Regions from separate parts of the Gossypium hirsutum genome. Here region 2 is linked to region 1. Evidence: chromatin contacts called from public Hi-C data. All regions are on one chromosome and are shown on one strand. Each heading gives the region's core, a stretch centred on a gene start, on an enhancer-like site or on the middle of the called end of the contact. The rest is flanking DNA. Distances are from core to core; before and after follow the strand shown.

The links. Hi-C and Micro-C count contacts between places; a contact is called where the count stands out from the background.
Region 2: a contact with region 1 is called in a Hi-C map of leaf, with 2.4 times the contacts expected there. The contact joins the promoter of LOC107909624 here to the enhancer-like site in region 1. A contact is called at or near these places in 6 of 34 Hi-C or Micro-C datasets (all in leaf).

The regions. Positions count from the first base shown.
Region 1 is chrD02:62,204,225-62,208,561 of Gossypium_hirsutum_v2.1, reverse strand. It overlaps LOC107909664 (nucleobase-ascorbate transporter 7), which reads right to left. Exons shown (of 14, transcript XM_041088953.1): 8 at 4,000-4,096; 9 at 3,632-3,718; 10 at 3,432-3,490; 11 at 3,262-3,353; 12 at 3,101-3,178; 13 at 2,851-3,011; 14 at 2,120-2,774. The coding sequence ends at 2,724. Among protein-coding and RNA genes, the nearest start is that of LOC107909664, 16 kb to the right of the region's middle. Within about 2 kb of position 2,206, at least 4 of the 9 cell types and tissues checked have an H3K27ac peak or open chromatin away from gene starts, as enhancers often do. A contact at or near this core is called in leaf, where this site is marked.
Region 2 is chrD02:62,314,766-62,319,102 of Gossypium_hirsutum_v2.1, reverse strand. It overlaps LOC107909624, which reads right to left and starts at 2,412. Exons shown (of 14, transcript XM_041088352.1): 1 at 2,030-2,412; 2 at 1,377-1,773; 3 at 978-1,136; 4 at 534-617; 5 at 332-430; 6 at 1-74. The coding sequence starts at 1,739.

The sequences.
Region 1 (4,337 bases), core at 957-3,456:
GTGTAATTTAGTCCTAATTAAAAAAAAAATCAACAAATTTAATCTTCAATGTTTAGACATCCTATCAATTTGATCATATTCTAAAAATTAAAAGAAATATATAATTCAATATATTTGCATATACTCATACACAAACCCATCATATTTATATGAAAAATCTAAACAACAACAGTAATGTTAGATATATATGCATGATTAAAATTGATATCAACATTCCGTTGGACACATTTTTCTACACGTTATCTTAACCAATACCATTAAACACCGGCTAATTAAATTATTATTTTTACTGCAAAATTAATCTAGGGTTGTAGCCGGTATCTACTAGCAGCACCTCTGGATTTGTCTGGACACGAGCAAGAACTATAACTGCTGTCACAAAGTGAAACACCATAATAAAATTTCAACAACATTGATATTAACTCCATAATTGTGACATTATATAATATATGTGATTGAAAACAATGAAAGGTTTAAGGTTAGTCATTTACTTTTTTTGCTTTTGCTTTTCCGCTATTGCAACACCACCACCACCATTTTGTCTCTTAACTTTTATTGTTTTCCCCCAAACAAAGAAACACACATTCGATTGACGTTAACACCCAAATTCATGCATGTTCGAAAAAGATATCTTCATGCACCTTATTTATTTATTAATTAATTTCTTTTCAACATCCCCTTTTTGATGACTGATGATTGCCCTTGTTCCTTTGCATGCATTTGGAATTAGGAATATGAATTATTGAAATTGTTAGGCTAAGTGGCTAACCACAAAATGCCGACTGTGAAGAGAAATCAGGAATTGACACAACAGGATACATGGTGGTCTGCTTGTCACCTTCTTCTTCTTAATTGCATCAAATCAAACAATGCAGGTTGTCCCCTTTTTTTATAAAACACAAATAAATTATTATACGAGATAATCTATCTATTTCTTTTTTTTTTCATTTGAATTACAAAAAAGAAGAAGGAACAAAATAGCTTTTCTTTTATTAAATTAAATTAAACATATTGATGTGAGAAAAATCAGTTACATATAACCATGCTTAAACAATAATAATTATAAATATAATTAAAAGAACAAATTAAATCTCTATAAACTAAATGGTTTTTTTTAGAATAAAAAATACAGTGGCTTATAATTAAATAAAAAATCGAACGCAGAATGAGTTCTTTTCTTATGATTTGGAATTTGCTAGTAAAAAGTTTGTACATTATGTTGATCAAAGTGAGTACAACATGTCAACTAGCTCAAAAGAGTGTCGGAAAAAAAATTAGTGCCTTAGCGAAACATTGCAAGTAATCATTAAATTTACACAATAGTTGGCCGGACAAAAACAAAAAAAAAAAAAAAACAACTAGATAAATCTGGTCCTACCATGCAAAACATCCATACAAATGACTTTTTTTTTTCTTTTTTCTTTTTAATATAGTTTAAGAAAAACAATCTTTGATGGAGTATTAACTCAAATGGCAATCTTTTTATTATAATAATTAGGAAGACGGGATTTGAGCACGACTAAGTGCATAATTTTTTCAAAATTGTTAGATGTGCTAAAATTTAGGCTTAGTTGTTTCTTTAATAACTGGGAAAAGGGAATCTGAAATCTGAAACCATGTAGCCAGTACATATGAGATTGTTTTAGCATGATTTTTGGAAAGTTTTTTCCCCACATGAGAATTGTTATTACTTGTTAGGATCTGAATGCAGCTAAAAAGTTTGACAGTCTACCAATATCAATAAACAAATTGAGAAATTGGGTTTTGAATTTAATGTAGGCAAGAGACTAGAGATTAAGGCAACCGGAGAAATTATTGGAGCTTTAATTGTGTTTATACTTTATGGTACCATGGATGAATGACCTTATATTCTTTGGCCAAATGAGCAGTTCCTAGAATTGTGGGGGAACAATGGTCCTCACCCTTCTGTCTTTCCCACTTGTATCCTGTTAATAGTCTGTCAGAAAAAGACTGGGATCGCATCTTCAAATAATCCAATCTGCTCATCCTACAATCTCAACTTTTTCTTAAGCATTCGTATCTGTTCTGTTTGTATCAGATATGACTACACTCCATATAGATGCATAGGCAAGCTATGTTGGCGACAAGATGATGCGAATGGAAAAAACCAAACATCAAATATTGACCCGCAGGAGAAAACTACAAATAAATTTGAACCCAATAATCTGAAGGACGGTAGAGTTTGGAGATGGTTCATTGGGCCTTTATAAAAGTCCAATAATGGACATACGCACTATGTTATGTAAGATGTCCTAAATAATCTGCTTGTGAGTTGTAATGTAATAGCATTCACCATTTTGGATTTAAGGCGATATGGAAGTACCACTGAATGTACATATTTGTTTGCAGCACTACTTTGCACCAGCGTATGTTTGTTTTTCATCATGGAGTCGGGAATTGGTGAAAATGGGCAAAGATGGAGTTTCTAGTGATGGAAGCGTAGTATTGAGGTTGCATGCATGGCTTGAGCATCAAGCTTATAAGCTGTGTCCAACTTCACACTGATGGGAAGAACTTGTTGAGATTGAAAGGCAAGGCATAGAACTCCTCACTTCTTGCATCTTTTTTAAATGATTTGAACTTCTCCCACAAGTGCATGCCACGTTCCCTCTTAGTCGCATTTTCTTTCCCGTGCAACGTCACATCGAGAAACATCGCCAATGAACCCGCAACAAATGCTTCGGATGAGAACGGCACATTTATCATGTCGTTGAACTGCAAAATGAGAACAGCACATTTATCATGTCGTTGAACTGCAAAAAAGAGCAGGAATAACTATGTTTTCTGCTAGAGTTGTAAAAAGGGGGTAAAAGGGAAACAGATAGTTACCCATCTGGCGCCGGTGTGAACTGGACCGAAACCGTTAATTGCTGTGTACTCGTTGAAGTACTGCGGTATTGATAGTCCCATGAAAACAGAGAAACCTAATATGAACTTTATTTTGAAGTTGTTTAAGTTACAGAATTGAAGCAAGCTGAGACCCCCTGAACCTGAACCATGCAATTAGCACAAATTGTTGAATTATGGAAATCTTGAATGGAACAGTAATGGTATATAGCTTGATTCCAACCGAACTTACCAACGTATCCAAAGAAAAGACAATATAAAGCTGCAATGATTGGAGCTGGAATTGAAGCGAAAACAGCTCCGAATTTTCCTGATTTGCAGTGCATGTATACAAATATGATTAAGTGAGAGACAGATCAGAGAAAGACAGAGAGATTGGCATTTGAAACTGACCAAGGATGGAGAAGAAGATCATGAACCCTGCAGATATTTGGACAACTCTTCTACTTCCGACACGTGTCATTGCCAACAAACCGCCATTCTCGCTGCCACAGTTCACAAAGGAGTTAGATGAACAAATATTGTTTTACTTGTGTGCCACTAGTTTCAGGAAAGAATCTTACACTGAAACGGATGACCCATTCCCAGTTCCAAATATCCCAGAAAAGAGAATGCCAATACCCTAGGATTGAAGCAAAACAAGCCAAATTAAAAGGGGGATCGCAAAGAGATTAATACTGTACTCGTCATGTTAAAAAGTCCACCAAGCAAATTGATTTAAGTCCTAGCAATTTGCACAGAAATTTTATCAGTTTATCTTTACCTGCCAACCGATACCACGGCTAAGAATGGAAGGGGGCATTGGAGTTGCACTTGCATATCTTGCAACAGCAAGGAAGGTACCAGTAGACTGTTTAATCATAAGAGCATTACAGAAATGAACACTTCACACTAAACGATTATATGCAGTAGCTAAGAAAATGAAATCTTTCAAATTTAGCAGACAGTATCATCTTATACACCCAGATTGCATTGAGGTTTAAGATAGTAGCAGAAGCAATCCAAATTTCTGCCTATTCAATTAAATTATCATAGAATATTTACTATACAAACTGTAATCGTATGGTGCAACTGTACCAGGCATAAGATAAACATGATTAACAAACATGATTATAAACATGAGAAGCAAACCTCTACTAAAGCAACAAATGAAGCTGCCATCATAGCAAAAGCTTCTCCAGCATCGAATGTGGGAGCTCCCCATTGAAAAGGATATGGAACTCTTATCCTGTTCATGAAATGTAGTACAGTAAGATAGGGAAATAATCAATTAAATAAGCATTATCATTCTTATAAAGACAGTGAATCAACGAACTCAAGTATATTGACTAGCAAAACCAACTCATGGTCATCATTTGGTCAAGTATATTCTATTGCACATATATTTTAAATAAATTTTTAGTGGTTATTGTTGGGCCAAATTTAACTCTCTAAACAATTGAAAATGTAAGGAATCCCACACAGGAACA
Region 2 (4,337 bases), core at 1,163-3,662, 110 kb before region 1:
TTCAATACAGCTGCTGCACCAGCAGGCCCAGGATTTCCTTTTGATGCACCATCAAACTCAAGAATACAAGATTGCTGCCATAAAGACACAAGTAAAGGCATCAAAGCCTATTTTTGGAGCAAAAAAGCATCACTTAATCTTGGTAAATTAATTCAGACACCCTTCTCTCTCGCATAGGAAACCCTCTTATGTTGTTTGAGGAACTATATTCAACCATCTACTTGAAAAAAAAAAAAGACAATGGCCTTCAAGACTATCTGCCCAATTCTGTGAATGATGTTGATGCCAATATTCACCAACATAATCAGTTGTCACTACCAAATTTACTTACATGACCAGAGGATGTTATTTGAGCCTCAGCATGTGGATCCAACTTGAAATGCTTTCTCACGGGATCGGCTACGGCTATTGAACCAAGTGATCCCAGTCCCTACAAAAGGTTAAAGGTAAAACACTGAAAAATAGTGTCACACACCAAACTTGTATGATATTAATAATGATGTGCTCAGGGAACATTAAAACAGCTAACCTACCCCATACTCTGACTGAAGCATATCCTGTGGTCTCTTTTTGGTTGCATCATTATGAGATGTTTCACCTTTAGAAGAAGCCGGCTCCTGAAACACAAAAAATAGGAACATTGGCCTTCGAATCTATAAGAGCCAATATCTTCACGTTCTCTGGATGGTATAAAACAGCCTTTGTGATACGGTTAACATGTGAAAGAAAGAAACTAATCAAAGAACAAATAAATTGATCATTGATGGCCTAACCTCCAAGCAGATCACATTAATTGGGAGATGCAAGTTTTATGTGCAATTGCTGTCACAAGAACACATTCAAGCAAACAGAGACATGGGTGCAGGTGCAGAAAAAAAGGAAGACAACATCAAAATATTTTTTTTCTTTTTCTGACAGACTAGTTCAAACAAACAACAAATCTGCAGTATGCATAAGGTTCATGCTCAATGTCTCACCTGGAAAGGGCAGGGAATGAGCGCTCCAAAAAGATCCTCTTTCACATCTGCAGCTCTAATAGTGTAGAGAGCATTCTTAAGCCCACAGGAAGACAGATATATTTCAGTTTCCTTTGTCAAAGAGTAGCCTTTGTAGACACTGACCGGAGGATCACATATCTACACCAAAAGAACAATAACATGTCAAAGTTAACTGAAAAGCGAAAAGAAAAAACACAGTATCTAAATTTGAAAGACTACTATGTTATTTGCATTACAATTATTATGTCATTTCATTGAAATCTAAAAAGCACATAACTATTAATATTGCAATTTGAAATAACACAGTATAGCACAACAATTAGCCTAAAAGTAAATTAACTTTAGGTGACATTAGAAAAAGGAAGTAAGAAGAATTACCGAGGATCCAACTTGGGCCTGACAATCAGCAAAGCTCTTGAAAACACCAACAGTATCTCCCTTTCTCACTACAAAGAATGCATCTTTCTCGTTTTCCATCACCGGTGGTTGTTCAGGATGAACTTTTTTAGTCCTGGATGCTTTTTTTGTGCTACTACTACTTTTACTTTTCCGGGAAGAGTAACACTGAGTGCGAAATCTTGTCAACAAGAACTCTAAATCCACAGTCTTCACACCCGCGTGCTCAAGATTTCTTCTCCATAAGGGAACATGGCATTGGTTCAAAGAAGTTGTTGCAATGAAATTACCAGCCTTTCTAAATAAAGCTGAGCCATAAGCACGCACGTGTGGCAGGCAGTTCATCAGAGAGTAAAATTGCTCCGCACTGCCTAAATTTCTAGAGTTAAAACAAATATAAGTTTCTAACTAAATGACTGATATTCCGAATTGTTTGTAGCATTTGGCGTTTAATCATTTCTATTGATAAGCCCTCCCCCAAAAAAAGAATAATTTTTTCATCTGCTTTTTCAGCAATGGAGACTTTCATAGCAATAGCTAAAGGAGCGAAATAAACCCTAGGTAGGAAATTGAGAAAGAAAGCCAAAGACAAAAAAGGGAAGGGCCAAGGAATGAGATATATTGTTAAAACATACCATTACCAATGTAGGAGCTGGAAACAGAGACGAACTGGAAGTAGCCTTCTTCTGCTGATATTCACGCCGGAGAGTGACGGAAAAAGATGGGTTCCGGGTGGTTTAAAGAAGTGGGGATAAATGGAGTTCTGCTGATATCCAATCGTCCTTGAAGAGTTTTTAGTTCCCTCTTCAGTTAAACTCTTCTCTATCTCTTCTCTCTTTCTTTTTTTTTCCCCCGAATTAAGCAATCCAAACTTACCCAACTGTTCTTGGAACACCTAAGCCTAATTCTTCAAGTAGTTTGGGCTCCTATGATGCCCATTTGTTCATGGGTTTGGTCCCCTTAAACACCTTTCAGTTGGCATGTAAAAATCAAAACAAAACACAAAGTACATTTACATAAACCACATGCCGACTCCATATGTTTCATTTATGTACTTTTTTTTAATGTTTTAATCAGGACATTCGTTAGTCTCTTTAAAATCTCAGCGTTAAATACATATGCAACTTAGTTCCTACTTGTGGAGTAAAACCAAAATTTCACTAACAACGCAATTGCTTCTGTTTGGAAGAGAATATAGAATGCGTTTAAAAAATTATTTAATAATTGAATTTGAGTATAATTACATGTGTGGCATGTTTAATTAACCATTATAATTAATAAGTTTAATTAAATTTACATGAATATTTACTTTCTATTATTATTATTTATTAAAAAAAACTATCAAAAATAATATTAAGAATTAAGATATAATCGTACTATGCCAACCAAACATGTCTTGTAATTATAATTAGTAATCTAATAATTATGATTTGTACACAACCATAACCCAATGGTAATCTCTATGATTTGAACGATGAAAGTTATAATTTTTAAGCAATCTATATTGAGACTTGACATTGCATATTTACTTGGTCACTAATGCTTGGTTTTTCAGCCACACCAGAACGAAGATTCAACAACAGCTTCTAACTGATCTAATGATGGAATGTGGTATCGAATCCTCAAGAAATTTGAAGCAGTTTATTTACGTCCTCATCTTTAAGAGATTAGTTCTTAAGAAGGGTTCGAGTTCCTCTATTCTCAGCTCTTTTATCCAATAGGCAAAAATCTTGCCAAGTGTTACTTTAATCGCTTATATAATTCTTTTTAGGGTAAACTATACAAATAGTTGTTCAATTATGTTTGCATTCTTGTTTTAGTCACTCAACTTTAATAATTTTCAATTTAGACATTAGCGTTTGAATTCGTTGTTGTTTTGATCATTGTTGTCGAAACCATTTTTTTGAAAAAAACAAAAATTTTAGGTTGTCAACTTTAAAAAATAAAAATTGTGAGTCGCCACCAATCTTTTATTAAGGTGTGATTGGGTCACCTAAAAATGACTTTGGTCTACAAATTTTAGAAAAACGGTCCGGGAGTCGGTTACGTATGAGGAAGGATTAGCACTCTCATTACGCCCAAAAATTGGTACCTAGTTAATTAATTAATGTCTTACTGTCGAAAATTTGAAAATCGTAATCCTTAGCAAAAACTTAAAACGTTACGTATTAAGACCCTTATCATTTTAGAGAAATAAAATATCACACCCAATACGTTAGGGCACGACATTCTAATTTTCCCCCAAAATGAATTAGGGCAAAATACTAGTGCAATAAAAAATGTAAAAGAATATCCATTTATTCAAGATTTAAGAAATCGCGGCCCAATACGTTAGGGCACAATTCCTCTAAAATCCCAAACTCGAAATATTTCCTTTATTATTTTTTTAAAAAAATATTCATTTCGAGAAATCAATGCGTCACATCCAATACGTTAGGACACAACTTGTTAAATTCCCAATAATGAGTTCTTATTTTTTTTATTAAAGAGAAATCCTCGATTGTTAGATTTTCAAAAAAATCGGAACCCAATTAAATAAGAGTATTACCTCTATTTTGAAGCGTTTTATTTTAAAATTAAATAAGAGATAGGGTAATGTTATGTTGAATATGTGAATGAATGCCCCTTAAACAAATATCAATAATAAATACAACAATTTTACAGAAATAATATGAATAAACAAATAAATAAACAAAATAATGACGTGCAAAATATCAAATAAATAGGCAAGATAATAATAAAAATATGCAAACATAAATTAATAAGCGAATAAAAAAATATACCTGTACACATAAAAAATACATAAGTTTTAAACAATTAATATAATATTAAAATTAATTAAATAAATTAAACATGTGTATATAAATATAAGTATGCGAAAATTTTAGTATAAAAAAACATAAATACATGCTTAAATATATATATAAAAAATAATAATAATAA